2 separate regions of the Mus musculus genome follow, and region 1 is linked to region 2. Evidence: chromatin contacts called from public capture Hi-C data. All regions are on one chromosome and are shown on one strand. Each heading gives the region's core, a stretch centred on a gene start, on an enhancer-like site or on the middle of the called end of the contact. The rest is flanking DNA. Distances are from core to core; before and after follow the strand shown. Region 1 overlaps Gm31418 (a long non-coding RNA gene). Region 2 has its middle 34 kb from the start of Smc3.

The links. Capture Hi-C pulls out chosen DNA fragments and counts their contacts.
Region 1: a capture Hi-C map of embryonic stem cells shows a contact between it and region 2, with 5 times the contacts expected there. The contact joins two enhancer-like sites. A contact is called at or near these places in 1 of 115 datasets of contacts at active chromatin or transcription factors (large pre-B cells) and 1 of 9 other capture datasets (embryonic stem cells).

The regions. Positions count from the first base shown.
Region 1 is chr19:55,131,942-55,139,592 of GRCm38.p6, reverse strand. Gm31418 (a long non-coding RNA gene) reads right to left here. Exons shown (of 6, transcript XR_877930.2): 3 at 6,082-6,256; 4 at 1,908-2,068; 5 at 667-998; 6 at 1-37. Among named protein-coding and RNA genes, the nearest start is that of Gm31418, 8.5 kb to the right of the region's middle. Within about 2 kb of position 1,487, at least 84 of the 459 cell types and tissues checked have an H3K27ac peak or open chromatin away from gene starts, as enhancers often do.
Region 2 is chr19:53,562,790-53,569,543 of GRCm38.p6, reverse strand. No RefSeq gene overlaps it. Among named protein-coding and RNA genes, the nearest start is that of Smc3, 34 kb to the left of the region's middle. Within about 2 kb of position 1,408, at least 23 of the 459 cell types and tissues checked have an H3K27ac peak or open chromatin away from gene starts, as enhancers often do.

The sequences.
Region 1 (7,651 bases), core at 238-2,737, 1.6 Mb before region 2:
TCAGGATGGGCTGTGAGTCAGCAGGGAGCCTCAGGGCCTGGCAAAGAGGGAAGAGGTCACCACGGTTGCCCAATGAGTTATGAGAACAAATCAATCTAGACTGTTTGTGGTTCCAAAAGCCAGTAGTAGCTTGCTCTGCACTCCTCCTTGTGTGTGGTTGGGCAATAGTTGCGAATGATGACAGGGAACCTTGAATTACTCCTGTCCATGTGCAGCCATAGGGCAAGAGCTGATGGCTCAAGTGTCTTTAACCTCATGTCTTTTCTCAGAACAACTCATCTTTTTGCGGTCAGGATCAGTGTGATGTGGGATTTGCTCAAGAAATGAGTCTTGTTGGGTTTTGACTGAAGGAGGCTGTGAGGCCAGAAGTCAAGGTCTCTTGGTGATTGTAGGAGCCTAACAGGTTTTGGACCTTGTGGCCATCAGATAAATCACTTGAGAAAGTGAGGAATGAGGACAGCCAATGGTTGGGCTCTGGCAGGAGGTTGCCCCAGCAAGGAGTGGGTAGTGGGCAAGTGATCAGAAGGCATTAGGTGTGGATGGACAGACAGACACAGAGAGAAGACTAAGTCTTGTATCCTCCTTCATGCTTCTGATAATATGAAGTCAAAGTTCAATTTGAGGGACCTTCCCTTGTGGAAAGATCAGTTTAAACACTATACTCACTTTCAGTACTGCGGTGTCAGGACCACCTGCAGGGACTAAGGCAGGGGTATGCGTGGTTAGCTAGGATCATCGTCGTGGTGGGTATTCATGCGTGAGAAGAACCTGAGAGGTCTCTGAGATGCACGTTTGCTGTTATTGGTACAGAATCACCATAAGAGGAAGAGGACATCCCAAGGTTGCAGTGTTCACACTGGGCCTTGTGTCAAACTGGGCCAAGGTCAGAGGGTTGGTTGGCACCAGGCCTGGTGAGTATTTTCTCTCTGAATCCTCACTCCCGACCTCTGCATGCACCACTGACTTCTGGCCCCACCTTCAAGACACTAAGCAACTTCCTAAACATAGAAGAACATAATGGTCATGTATTAAAACTATGGTTGGCATTCAGGTAGTGCCAGCCCCCTCCGAAACCCTCACATATACACTAAATAACTTGCTGAAGAGAGAGGAAAGGGAAGGAGAGAGGAGAAAAGGAGAGGAGAGGCAAGGCGAGAGGAACTAGGAAAAAGAAACCACTCCATTTTTTAGGAAGCTACTGGAAACCCAAGCAGGATACTTGGCAGGTCCTAAGTGACATTCTAAGCTGTGGCGCACAAGGACTTTGCTCATCTTATCTGCAAACCCATTGTCTAGCATGGAGTCTAGCACACAGTAGGGTTTCAGTAAAAAGTTCTTGAAAAAATAATGAACAAGCACCACAGGAGCAGTGGGTGATCCTCAGAGCACAGCCGGGGCTGACAGAACACGGGCAGTCTGAGCCTGGCTCCAGCTGGGACTGTCAGAACACAGGCAGTCTGAGCCTGTCTCCAGCTGGGGCTGTCAGAACACAGGCAGTCTGAGCCTGGCTCCAGACTCGTGGCCTCTGTGACTCCTGTGCAGAGAAAGTACGTATTGTGTCAGGCTTCCTTCCAGATGGTAGAGGTCCTATAGCGAGCAGACAAAAGTAACCAGGGCTTCCTGCTAAGAAGCTGGCATCCTGGTGGAAGGCTAGAAACAAACTAGAAGGCCGTAGCATTCGATGGAGTGATCTGTGAGTGACTCAGGGTGGTTTGAAGGGGACAGGACTGCTCTGTAGCAAGTCCTTCCAACCCACCGCCCACAAACAGAAGCTCTGAGAGTGAAACCAGGCGAGTGGATGCCATATAGGGAGGGGGGAGAAAGGGAGATGTCAGATGAAGACATGGGTGACCCGGGACTCTTGAGTATTTGAACTGTAGTCTATAGCTTTTCAAGACCATGCTCACCAGTCCCCAGCCTCAAAAGTCTGTTCTCCAGAAGCCCTGGCTGTTGGGCAAGGCCATTATGGGAGCTTTGTGGGTTCGAAGGATGTCTCAGTGGTTAAGAGCACTTGTCACAGGTGGTTTGAGTCTCAGTAGGCCGTTCACGACTGTCTGTAACTCCAGTGCTAGGATACACAGGATACAGAGATATACTTGTGAGCAGAACACACACACACATAAAAAAGTGTAAAAAAACGATCATGAAGAAGAAGAGGAAGAGGAGGAGGAGGAGGAGGAAGACCTTTGCCAGTACTTAGCTCTTCTGAGGTTGTGGGCAACTTTGAGCTTTGTGTGCTAAGGGAAATGGTTAACACCTTACTGTGAAAATCAGCTCACATGCCTTCCAGGATGCAAGCTAGCTCCCAGACAGCAGCTGCAGGTCCTCAAGGGACTTCCTGGAAACTTCCTTGTCAGCCAGCCAAGCTGTCATCCACATGGGGTCACTGGGGACTCCCTAACCAGCTGAAGTCATCTAAAGCATGTGTTCCTAAATGTGATGCTGTGAGTATACTATTAACTGTTTGTGATTGTTGTTTGCATATAAACAAAGAGGAGATCCTGCAGGCTGGGGAACTTGGGGTGCCTCCGGAATGTGTACCTTAACTGTGGAGAGCCTCCTTTGAGCGCCATTAGATTCCAGAAGGATAGCTGGCCCCAAATGACAATGGCTCACCTATTTACTATTAATAAGGAGCTTGGCTTCCTGGGACTAGAGCGGACTTCGGTACCAGGAAGCTGCACAGTTTACAGGACTCTTTGATCTTCCTTGTGAAGAGGCTGAGATAAGGGGGGGAGGAGGGCACACAGGACACTGGCTTAGAGGGGGAGGAGGAAGCCTACAACTGCCTCTCCCCACTTAGCCTGTCCTGTAGAAGAGGGAGCATGGGCCATGCCTCCTGGGCTGTACCCAGGGCCATGGAGCCAGCCCCACTTTCTGCTGGAGAAAAACAAGAGCAAACACCTATCCATCCTAGCAGAACGGAGTCTTGCTTTTTAGGGAGAGAAAAGAAGAGACTTTGGTTCTTGCTCCTTATGAGAAACAATTTAACTTTTTCTTTTTTGGAAATGTAAAGGGCTAGGTTTTAGTTCTACATCAGCACGTTTAACATTAAAGATTGCTCTCTATGTGATTAAAGTTACTTTTATCTTTATTGTTACTTAATCTCTCCATGGCCTGTTTCTCTGTTGTGAGCCATGGAAACAGAACAGGATGGGGGTGGGTGGGACACAGACAGACAGACCTACATGACCAACTTAAATTAACTTCATCTCTATCCCTAGGTCCAGGAGGATTTTGAAGCCACCTCTAGACCTTTCAAGAAGGTTCTCCACATTGATTAGTCAGGTCTGTCACGAATGTCTGAGGAACAGTTAGGCCACCCATTATCATGATGGTTCTAGATTGTCTAACCATAAGATTCCATGACTCTGGGGCACACATGAGCCAACTGAAGCCCTCTGACCAAGTCTGTCTCACTCTCAAACAGTATTAAAGTTTCATCTTCATAAGGTTTTATTGAGACACAGTCATGTTCACTCATGCACAACTTTGGGCGACCTTTGTATCACATGGTAGGACTGAATAGTCATAAGAAAGACTGTGGCCCACAAGGCTTAAAATAGTTATCACGTGCTCTTTGCACCAAAGTTTACCAACCCTGCTTAGAGTAGTTTAGAGCACTTTATTATTATTATTTTTTAAATTTGTGATTTGAGTTTTAATTCTGTGCATGTGTGTGACGTGTACAGGCATGCAGGCACATGCAGAGGCTCGAGGAGAGCACCAGGTCCCCCAGGACTCAGGCAGGTAGCCGTAAGCCACCTGATGTTGTTCTGGGATCAAGACTGCAGTCAGTGCATGATCAGTAGGCACCCTTAGCCCTGGAGCCCTCTCTTCAGCCTCAGCTTTGAGGTGATTTAAGGAGCATCCATCTCTTTGATGTTGCTGTGATGGAGGAAGGAAGACCCTGTAAGCCTCATCCTAAGAATAAAGAAAGTAGGTCCCTGTGAGATGTTCTCCACTTGGAGCACTAGTTTTAACTACACAGGGCTGCCCAAGCCAATGCTGCACAGGTCTTCAAAACAGAACGTTTGAGCTCAGCACGATGATGATACACGCACGGAAGATATCTGTGATGGGCGAAGTTCAGGTGCATTAAGCAGCAAGTCTGCAGCAGTTTGGAGCCTCTGAGAGGCAGATGCCAAAGAGATGCTGACATTTCTCATCCAGTGTGGGAGCTGCTTATGCAGTGGCTGGGTGGGATAAACAGAAGCAGGTGCACAGAGACCACAGAGCAAGGGAGAGGCCAGTGAGCAGAGAGGGAGGAAGGGGACGCCATGACGGAGCAGCCGCTGACCGCAGTGCTGTTCCAATATGGTGTCTGCAAGAGTGGGGTGTGTGTGTGCGTGTGTGCATGCACATGTGTGGCAGGAAAGGGCTGATGCTTGTCAGTCACTGAGCAGCCTAAGCAGAATGCCATGGTGGACTCAAAGGGACAGTATCAAGAGGCCATCAGTCATCCGTGCTCCTGTAGCAGGTGGTCTGTATACAGTGGGACCTCTTGTAGCTGCTGCCGTATCTAGCATTAATTTATTACCTGTGCATCCTAGACCAGGCTCTGTGTTAGGACTGCAGACACCAGAGATGTGAACGCCATGGTTCCTACCTCCAGGGAGCTTGTGTTCTAGCTGGGAATATCAAACATGCACACCAAGCAGGCGAAGAGGTGATAGACGCACTAATAAAGAAGCGCGGTGATGTTTCGATCCGATGGCTGGGACAACGTGTTCTAGGGATTAAGAGAGCTACCCCGAGAGGAAGCTTAAGCAGTTCCCATTTGGCACTAGGTCAGGCATGTGTGTGCAGTGTTCTGCACCATTTAAGGCTTTCCTGTGCCTGTGAGTTGCCTCCACCCCTTTGGCTCTCACTGAGTACCTCTTAAGTACCATTCTGCATGCCAAGTTAAATGATTTTATTGACCAGCATCTGACTATAAACAAACCTAGGTCATTGAAGAAGCTATGGCTCTAATGAGTCACTCAAAGCAATCTACAGAGCAGGGTGTGGCTTCTCGTGGGACTCCTCCCCACCCCTCCAACCTCAACCCCGGATGGAGTTTAGGGGCCTCATGTGTGCTCTGCTCACAGCCCTTCTCTTGACATTTCTAGATTTGAGGTAGAGCTTCATGAGTTGCCCAAGCTGGCCCTGAACTCACTCTTTAGCTCAGGTTAGCTTTAAACTTTCAATCCCCCAGAGAAGCTAGTATAACAGGACTCTCCCAAGAGGCTTGGCTTCCTGGGGGAACTCTTAACAACTAAAATGTAGCTAGGCACAAACAGTGGATAAGCCATTTAGTTAGCAAGCATGTATTGGTAAGCTCTCTCGCATATGATGAGGTAGTATGCAGGGGTGGAGTCTTTTATTCTCACACATTATGAAAGAACAAAAAATAATGCATATGAAAAAATATATAGAGAGAATAATATACCCTGCTGGGCTTCAAATATACCTATCACTCACATCAACAACAAACACGTCTCTTCTATAATAGATTTTGTCTCAGTTTTGGTTTCATGCACATTTCCCTGTTACTATTTTTTGTGATATTTCCCGCACACTCCCTTATTTCAATGGCAAATATTATAGTATGGATTTCTGAAAGGTTAAAATGCTCGTTTTCTTTTAAAATACATCCACGAGACTCCCATAGCATGGTCTACTCTCTTGGACTTCACGCTGTCACCTATGCTTCAGAGGTTTTAGCTGTAGTTTGCATAAAGTTCCCACCCAACCTTATCCAGGCCTCCACTGAGTGTAACACACATAAGAGGCTGTAAAGCAGAATGGGCACAAATCAGCACTCTGACAGAAGGCCTATCTCAGGCAGGAGGACCCAGACCACCGTCTGAGGTGCTCTCTTCTAGGATGTATGATTCGCTGGGACCTTCCTTTTAGAAACCAAGCTGATCAGTTTCATTCTCTGTGTTCTTTACAGAACAGCCACGACACACTCAACTGCTTTATCTTAATATCCAGGGTCCTTTCGGGCTGAGAGTCCATGGTTCTCCCATGTTAGTGTTTTTTAGAACATATGCATAGTCCTGTTAAAATATGTTGGTCAGGCTTGTCAGTTCTTACCTGTCATCTCAGCACAGAGAAGCAGCGGCAGAAGGATCTTGGACTCAAGAGCAGCTCAGCTATGTAACTGTGTCCACAGGGATGAAGATATTCCAAAGAGACGCTTGTCTATCTGCTCCTCAGACTCCTGAAACAGTAGGCCCCACTCCCCAGAATGGAATTTCTCAGGACTCTTCTGCTGGGAGAAGGAGAGGGCTGAAGCTTGTGCCAGCTATGCATAGCCAAGCTGTTATGCTCAATGTAAGGACCACCACCATCAACTTCTCTCTTGCCAAGAGCTTTCAGGTTGTCAGAGCCATGTGAAGTCTCCTGCTGGACAAGTTCTCTCCTATCTGACATTGCACCTTTCTCTGAAGGCAACAAAGCATGTCTGGCTAACGATGCACACTCAGACAGACACAGACACAGACAGACAGACAGACAGACAGACAGACAGACAGACAGAGAGACACACAAACACGCACAGAGTGAGAGTCAGAGAAAGACAGAGATTCACAGAGAGGTGTTCTCATAAGGATGACTGTATGGATGTGTGTGAACCTAGGTGCCCACATTACATATTAACATACAAATAATAGTTTTGATGGTTCTACAGGTCATTGAAAGAGGATGGAAATGAGTGGCCATTTGTAAGAGAGACAGAAAAATGAACTAAGAACTCTTGTGGAGCCAAAGAAGATGGATCACCAGGAAAAGGTTTGAGCAACACAATCCTGAAAGCCGAGTTTGATCCTCAGAATTCATGTAAAAAGTCAGATGTGGTGGATCTCATTTATAATCACAACACACCGCATGTGAGATAGGATTCAAGGACAGGAGAGTCACCCAGAAGCTTGGGAGCCAGCCAGCCTGGAGTATAGAGCACAGGGGAGACCCTGACTAAGACAGGGTATGGAAGTTGAGAACCAACTTCCTAAAGGATTTGACCTCTGACCTCCACATGTGTGCCACGGCAAGTTCATGAGCAAGCACCCCTTCTCTCTCTCTCTCTCTCTCTCTCTCTCTCTCTCTCTTATATACAGACACAGACACACACACACACAGACACACAGACACACACACACACACACACACACACACACAGAGTGGGTGGCAGCATGGTATAGAAATGAAGATGTCATAGGTTTGAGTCATATGACCTTTGTTCAAGCTTTGTCTCTCTACATATGTATTAATGGTATGAGCTTAGGCATGCTAACAGACCTCTCATTATGACTTTCTGGATCTCTGAAGTGGCAATGAATTCCTGAAGAGTTCCATAGAGATTTTACAAATGAAACCGTAACTAGGAAGCAGGACCTGACCCATGGTAAAGTACCAAGAGTTATTGTCTCTCTACCCCAAGATGAACCTCCTGACCTGCCCTGGCCCCATTCTGATCCTGCTCACGACTGCCTCATGCTCCAAATTTGATTTTCTAAAAGACTACAGAGAAAACCCAGAAAAGTAGGGTCTGGGAGTAGCCTGGACCACAGCCAGAGAGCTTATCTAACTGATTTTCTTTCTGATAATGTCTAGGCAAATGCCCTTGAATGCTGCAAGTCATGAGCCTAAATAAATAAAAGAGATA
Region 2 (6,754 bases), core at 159-2,658:
CAGCAGTTAAGAGAAGGTCCTTCCGAAGGTCCTGAGTTCAAATCCCAGCAACCACATGTTGGCTTACAACCATCCATAATGACATCTGACTCCCTCTCCTGGTGTGTCTGAAGACAGCAACAGTGTACTTACATATAAAATAAATAATAAATAAAATCTTTTTTTTTTAAAAAAAGGCCCATTGGACATGCAAACTTTAAAAAAAAAGAAATTATAAACAAAGACATTTTCAGTGAACTAAGTGCTTTTCAGGTCAGTGACCAAGGTTTTCAGGAGACCTCCCCTGTTCAGTTCTAATCTTTATAAGCTTTCATTCCTGTGGAAATATAAATAGATCCACAGCTGCAACACATTCCCATATTAACACATCCTTATACTATATAGGTTGATTTAATTCTATAGTTTTTTTCTATAATTTGGTGTCTCTTGGTTTCAGTCCCTTGACTGAAATGGTTCATAATTTTTGCTGTGGGGCACAAGAGGTGTTTCCCAATGATAACCTTGAATATGTTTTCTTTGGACCTACACCCATTGGTCCAATGGCAACCGTATCGCCTGCAAACCCCTGGAAGCCTAGGCCTTCTTTCTGGTTTATATTTAGAGAAACCATTGCCCTTAAAGATGCTTGTTCAATTTTGTTGCAAATAGCCATATTTCCCTCAATTAAGCACCGGGCATTTTGAAACCTGAGACCTTTAGTGTCTGGGTCACAGTCCCTTTGCAAATGATTATTTCCTGCAGTTGAAGCACCAGGCACTTTGACACTGGAGGCCTCTATTTATAGCTTGGGCTATGGTATTAGCATGTCTCTATCAACACCTGCCTTGAGTAGGGTCTGATATGGCTTTGTTCACAGCTGAGACTAATCTTTGTAAAAAGAAAAAAAAGGAAGAAAGAAAGAAAGAAAGAAGGAGAAAGAAAGAAAGAAAAAGTAAGAAAGGAGAAAAGAAAAAAAGAAAAAATCAGCCGGGCAGTGATGTTTTACGCCTTTAATCCCAGCACTTGGGAGGCAGAGGCAGGTGGATTTCTGAGTTTGAGGCCAGCCTGGTCTACAGAGTGAGTTCCAGGACAGCCAAGGCTATACAGAGACCAGTCGGCAGTTGCAGTGGTATGTGGAGTGAGGAAGTTGCCATCACCAATCCCTTCCTGTCTGGGGAATAACTATATTTTAGTAGCCCAGTTATTAAGCATTTGTTTCAGACAAGGCTAATGTATCCCATATGAAATCATGGCCTCTTTAAAACTCCTTAGATCTATCATTGCTATAGGACACCATCCTCTCTAGTTCCACGCCATTAGCAGGCGGCATATGCTGTAAAACTAGTGGGAAAGCCGATGGTGATGTCATAGCCCCTCGCTGCCCATCCTCCCACTCTGGTCCTGCAATTAGTTCGAGATTAATCCCTCCTTTTGAATAGGGCTGTTTTGTCAAATTGTCCTCCCACCCTTTCAGTTTTTCTCTAACCCAACAGCCCTCCTGCGCAGTTCCTTTCCCTCTTCCCTCCTGTGGGGAACTCCCGCAGTCTTGTTTAGTCACCCGGACTGAGCGTTTTTTTTTTTTTTTTTTTTAATTTTTTTGTTCTCTTCCTTTCTAGAGCTCCTCAAGTCCCCTGAGCTTCCACCCCTGCCACAGCTTCTGCAGTTACACAGCCCCGCGCTGTATCCTTTCATACAAGAGAGCAGAGTGTCCCCTGCTGTTTTCTCATTCCAGCCTTCTCTATTTCTTTATTTATTTATTGTTTCTCGGATCCCTCCAATTCCACCTGCACGTTTTTTCAACTGTTCAGCCATTCTTCCAACCTTTTTAGAAACAGAATAGGAAGAAGAAAAAAAAGAAGAAGAAAAAGAAAAAGAAAAAGCAGAAAAATCTCCTCTGGGACCAAAGCCAGGGATATATCAACAGTAGTAGCTACAATAAACTATTTTAACTTATTGCTACTTTGTGGGTTCTTCTTTTTCCCACATTTAGTTCCCCTGGTTTTAGCCCCATTATTAGATAAGAGAGAAAGAAGGAGAGAGGGAGAAAAAGGAGAGAGGGAGAAAAAGGAAAGAGAGAGAGGGAGATCTCTAAATCTAGTTTCTTTCTTCTCGTTTCTTCTTTGAGCACAACTACTAACAAACTGTAACCAATCCCCCCTGAACAACAAACAACCACCAATCTCACCTATTAGGACTGTAACATTTATGTAGCCTCTGGAAATTCCCAGAATTCCAAACGTCACACAGTCATACAAACGATCTGCAGCTGGTGAAACCACGCCTCTGCTAGAGCACAAGACAAATCACAGTCAGCTGCTGTGGACGGTCCAAAGCAGCTCCATATCCCACACCTGGGACTAAAATGAAAATATATTCTCATAATATTTTTGTGTTTTTAAAGAAACCAAAAGTTCCAAAATTGTCATTACCAGTGTGTATGTATAGCGTGTGTGTGTGTGTGTGTGTGTGTGTGTGTGTGTGTGTGTGTGTGTGTGTGTGTGTGTGATGTGTGTGGTGCATGTATGTTTGTGGTGTTTGTGTGTGGAGTACATATGGGGGTGTTTGTGTGTGTATTGTGTGTGGTGTAGGTGTATGATTGGTGTGTTCGGTGTGTGTGTGTTTATGAAGTGCATGTATGTATGCTGCCACCTCCAGCTGTTTTTAGGATTTAGATAGTTTTCTTTTGTCTTTGAGGATGGCTCTGAGGCAAGAAATACCTTAACCCTTAGAATTTTAAGAGTTCTGAACAGAGTGTGGTGCCACAACCTGTAATTCCAGCACTTGAGAAGGGCAGACAGTAGGATCAAAAGGAGTTTACATAGAAAGTCATCTACAGCTACAGAATGAGTTTAAGGCCAGCCTGGGCTTATAGAAGACCCTGTCTCGAAACAGCAAAAAGACCTCTAAAGCTTTCAGTGTAGCCTAATGGTCTTAGAGTCTCCCTGGTCCTAAACACCCAGGAGAAGTCTCCTTCCCAGCTGGCCCTCAATTGGCTCATACTCCCTTGTCCCTTAGGCTCCATTGACAGGGTGATTCTTAGCCTCTAGGAAGCCCTTTCTGAGCAAATAGAACAGATGTGGGGCCTTCCCCCAAAATACACACCATCCTTTGGCATCTGTCTTCCCACACATGTCCTGACACATGCTCCTGAGACTAGAAGACTCAGTAAGTAGTCACAAAGGGGAACCCACAGTCAGAGGTAATTTTCTTTACGTCATGGCTGAGGTTATCCCAACCAGCCTTCCGGGATGAACAGGGTCTCCCACCAGGCCCCTTGTAGACATGGTGTGGAATGGCACCAAGATGAAAGTCTGCGTCTCAGCCTACAAGATGAGACTATAGAAGGTAGAAGGGCTGACTAGAACTCCAGAGTCACCCAGAGGTCATAAGCACTGTGGTACTTATTTCTAAAGTGGCAATGTCAAGGCGCTGGAGAACAGGGGACCCTAACTGGGACAGGAAGTGGTCACTGTGATTCAACTATGGAACCGTTCCTGCAGTGTCACTAGTGAGAGTGACTCAGTCTTTGGGGAAAGTCACTGTGTGGACACTGGAGAGCAGAGGGAAGACCGGGGGGGCGGGGGGGGCACTTACCAACAAATTTAGGAAGGAGTGCAGCCTCCTGCTGTGTGGCCATCTCCAAGACCATGAGGCCAGCCTAGGTCAGCCATAGTCATGGAAAACAGTCCCTATAAGGCAGACTCTCACTGCTTTCCTGAACTGGGGCACACCTTACAGACAGAGAGCTGCTGCTGGAACACGTCACTCGGCTTCTCCAGGCTTCTATTTTCAGCATGAGGAATACCAAGTCTGTAGCTACTAATAGGGTTGTCGTGAAAATCAAATAACACACATAGTCATGCACGCACGCGCACCCCAAAATAAAGATCTGGGGGTAGGCGGAAGTAGTACACTGTGGCAGTCACTACGTTACAATCAGGCGAGGAGACCTCAGTCTACATCACCTGCTTTCAGATGAAACACAATCTGAAGTATTAAAAGGTTCACAATGTCCCCCAGATGTTGTAGAAATTTTTAATCCCAATCCGGGGTTTCTACCCCATCTTTGACCATTTGGTTCCTAGATGAAAGACACACAACTTTTAGGCACAAGAGCTGGGCAGATATCTACCCTATATGCTACTAGAATCTACTTTCCTATCAATGACCCGGAGTTATTCCCTACGGTGTTTCATCTGGGCTGCTCTAAACTCCAATTGGCCAGCCTTTTCGGGGCCATGTTTTCTTGACTTCTAACCCATGGCATCTCTCTCTTCCTCCTTCACCTTCTTCTCCCCCTCGTGGTTCTCCTCCGACTCCCAAGCCCAGGAATTCTAAACCCTGCCTATGTCTCTTCTGCCCAGCTATTGGATGTCAACATTTTTATTCACCAATCAGAAATAACTTGGGGGCAGGGTCACAAAGTATCACTTGGGTCTACATGGGGCAACCAAGTCTTGGGGGCCTGCACTTAGCATTGAAATACATAGCAAAGATGAAACCTTAACAGACAGGTGTAGGGAAACAGAGGCACAGTTGTACCCAGTGAAGCTCTGGCCCTTCCTGTCTTTTCCTTCCTGTATTGTGGAAGGCGTCCACCACCCAGATGCCATGTCTGCTCAGCCCCTTGGCACAGTCTTTCCTAGCAAGCTCAATGGTCAGCAACCAATAAACACTTGAGGAAGAGGATGATATCTTTCTACTCATAATCCCATGAGGATCTTTCAAATCATAACCCTCTCAAAAATTATAAAAAGGAATTTAACTTTAAGCTGCCATGTTTTCCTCTATGGTTTATGCTTTCCACGAAACATCTTTAAATCACATTCTCAGCAAGCAAGGAGATTTCTCCTCAGCTCTAATCCCCCCTGGATTTTTTTCCCCTGACTTCAAGTTGATCAGCCAAGGCACCTGCAGCTTGGGACAGGATCCCAGGCATAGGTGAAGTAAGGGTCTGAACGCAGCAACACCACGGAAGAGCCAAAATCTCAAACAGAGTCATTGGGGCTTTAAGCATATTTTTAGGGAAGGATCTGCTGCCTGATTCATATGTGCATCCTGCAGTTTCAGGGTCAGCCCGTGAGCAGTCAGCCCCGTCACCTCCACAGTACATCTTGAGAGGCCTGTTGCTAAGTCAGCATAGCCTTCCACTAGCGTCATCAGCACCAATCACTTCCTCTGTTGGCTCCTGACTCCAGCCACCTCCTCTCTCCTAGCTGCCCTCTGAACTGGCTGTCACATGATTAAGCTTCTGGGCAGCTCTTCTGTTCGCCTGCACCCCTGCCTGCCCAGATTAAAGCTCTTACAGCAGGGGATGAGATTCTGTTCTCAGTGGTCATGAGGATTGACCCAGGGCCTTGCTCCATCTCTGCCCTGTACCACCATGTTGTGCCCCAGCTAGCTTTTCTTTGTTTGGAGGCAGGTTCTCACGATGTAGCCCTGCTCGTCCTGGAATTTGATATATAAGACCAGACTGGCTGCAAAATCAGAGAGATCTGTCTCTGCCTCCCCAGTACTAGGAGTTAAGGTATATCAACACACACAGCTCTTTACTTTTTCTTTTCCTTTTTAAAAGTAATTTAGTTAATTTTATTTTATGTGCATTGGTGTGAGTTCCCTGGAATTGGAGTTACAGACAGTTGTGCTCTGTGGGTGCTGGGAATTGAACCCTGGTCTTCAGGAAGGGCAGCCAGTCCATCTCTCAAGCCCTGCTCTTTTTTACTGTTTCTTAGTCTCCTTAAATTGCCCAGGTTGACTTTGAACTAACTCTTAGTCCAGACAGGCTTTGAACGTCAGCTCTTTGATAGCTGGGACTACAGGCCTGTGCCACCAAACTTTTTGTTCCTTCTGAGATTTTTGTTGTTGTTACTGTTTTGCTTTTCTGTCTTTGTTTTTTTTGTTGTTTTTGTTTTTTAAAGACAGTGTTTCTCTGTGTAACAAGCTCTGGCTGTCCTGGACTTGCTTTATAGACCAAGCTGACCTTGAACTCACAGAGATCCACCAGTCTCTGCAGGGATTAAAGCCATGCATCACCACAGCCAGGTAAGATTCATTTTTATGTGTATAAATGTTTTGCTTGCATGTATGTGCAATGCATGTGTGCCTAGTGCTCACAAAGGCCAGAAGAGGGCATTGGGTCCCTTGGAACTGGAGTTACAGGCAATTGCTAGCAACCATTCGGTGCTAGGAACCAAACTGGGGTCCTCTGCAAGAGCAGCAAGTGCTCTTGGCTAATGAGTCATCTCTCCACACTCAGAATTTCAGAATTTAGTTTTTAAAAACAGCAACAAAGCAAAGCAAAGCAAAACAAACCCAAAACCAAAAAAAACCTTGGACCAATTTGTACTTTATGTGTATAGGTATTTTGCCTACATGTATGCCTATGCATGCAGTCCCCACAGAAGCCCCTGGGACTGAAGTGACAGATGGTGGTGAACCACCTTGTGGGTGTTAGGAACTGAAACCTGGTCCTCTGGAAGAGCAACTAGTGCTCTTAAATGCTGAGCGACCTCCCCAGTTTGGTCTCCATCCAACTTTATGCAGGGAGCTGGGGAGCTGGCTAAGTTAACACCGTGCTTGAACACCGACAGGCATGAAGACCTGGGCTTCATTCCTGACACCTGTAGTGGTACCTGCACCTCACACTGGAGAAGCTGGGGAAGGAAGAATCCTTGTGGGCTTCCTGGGCAGCCGCTCTTGCAGAATCAGTGAGCTTCAGGTTCAGTAAGAGACTGTATCAAAAGATAGTTCAGAAACCAATCGAAGAAGACACCTG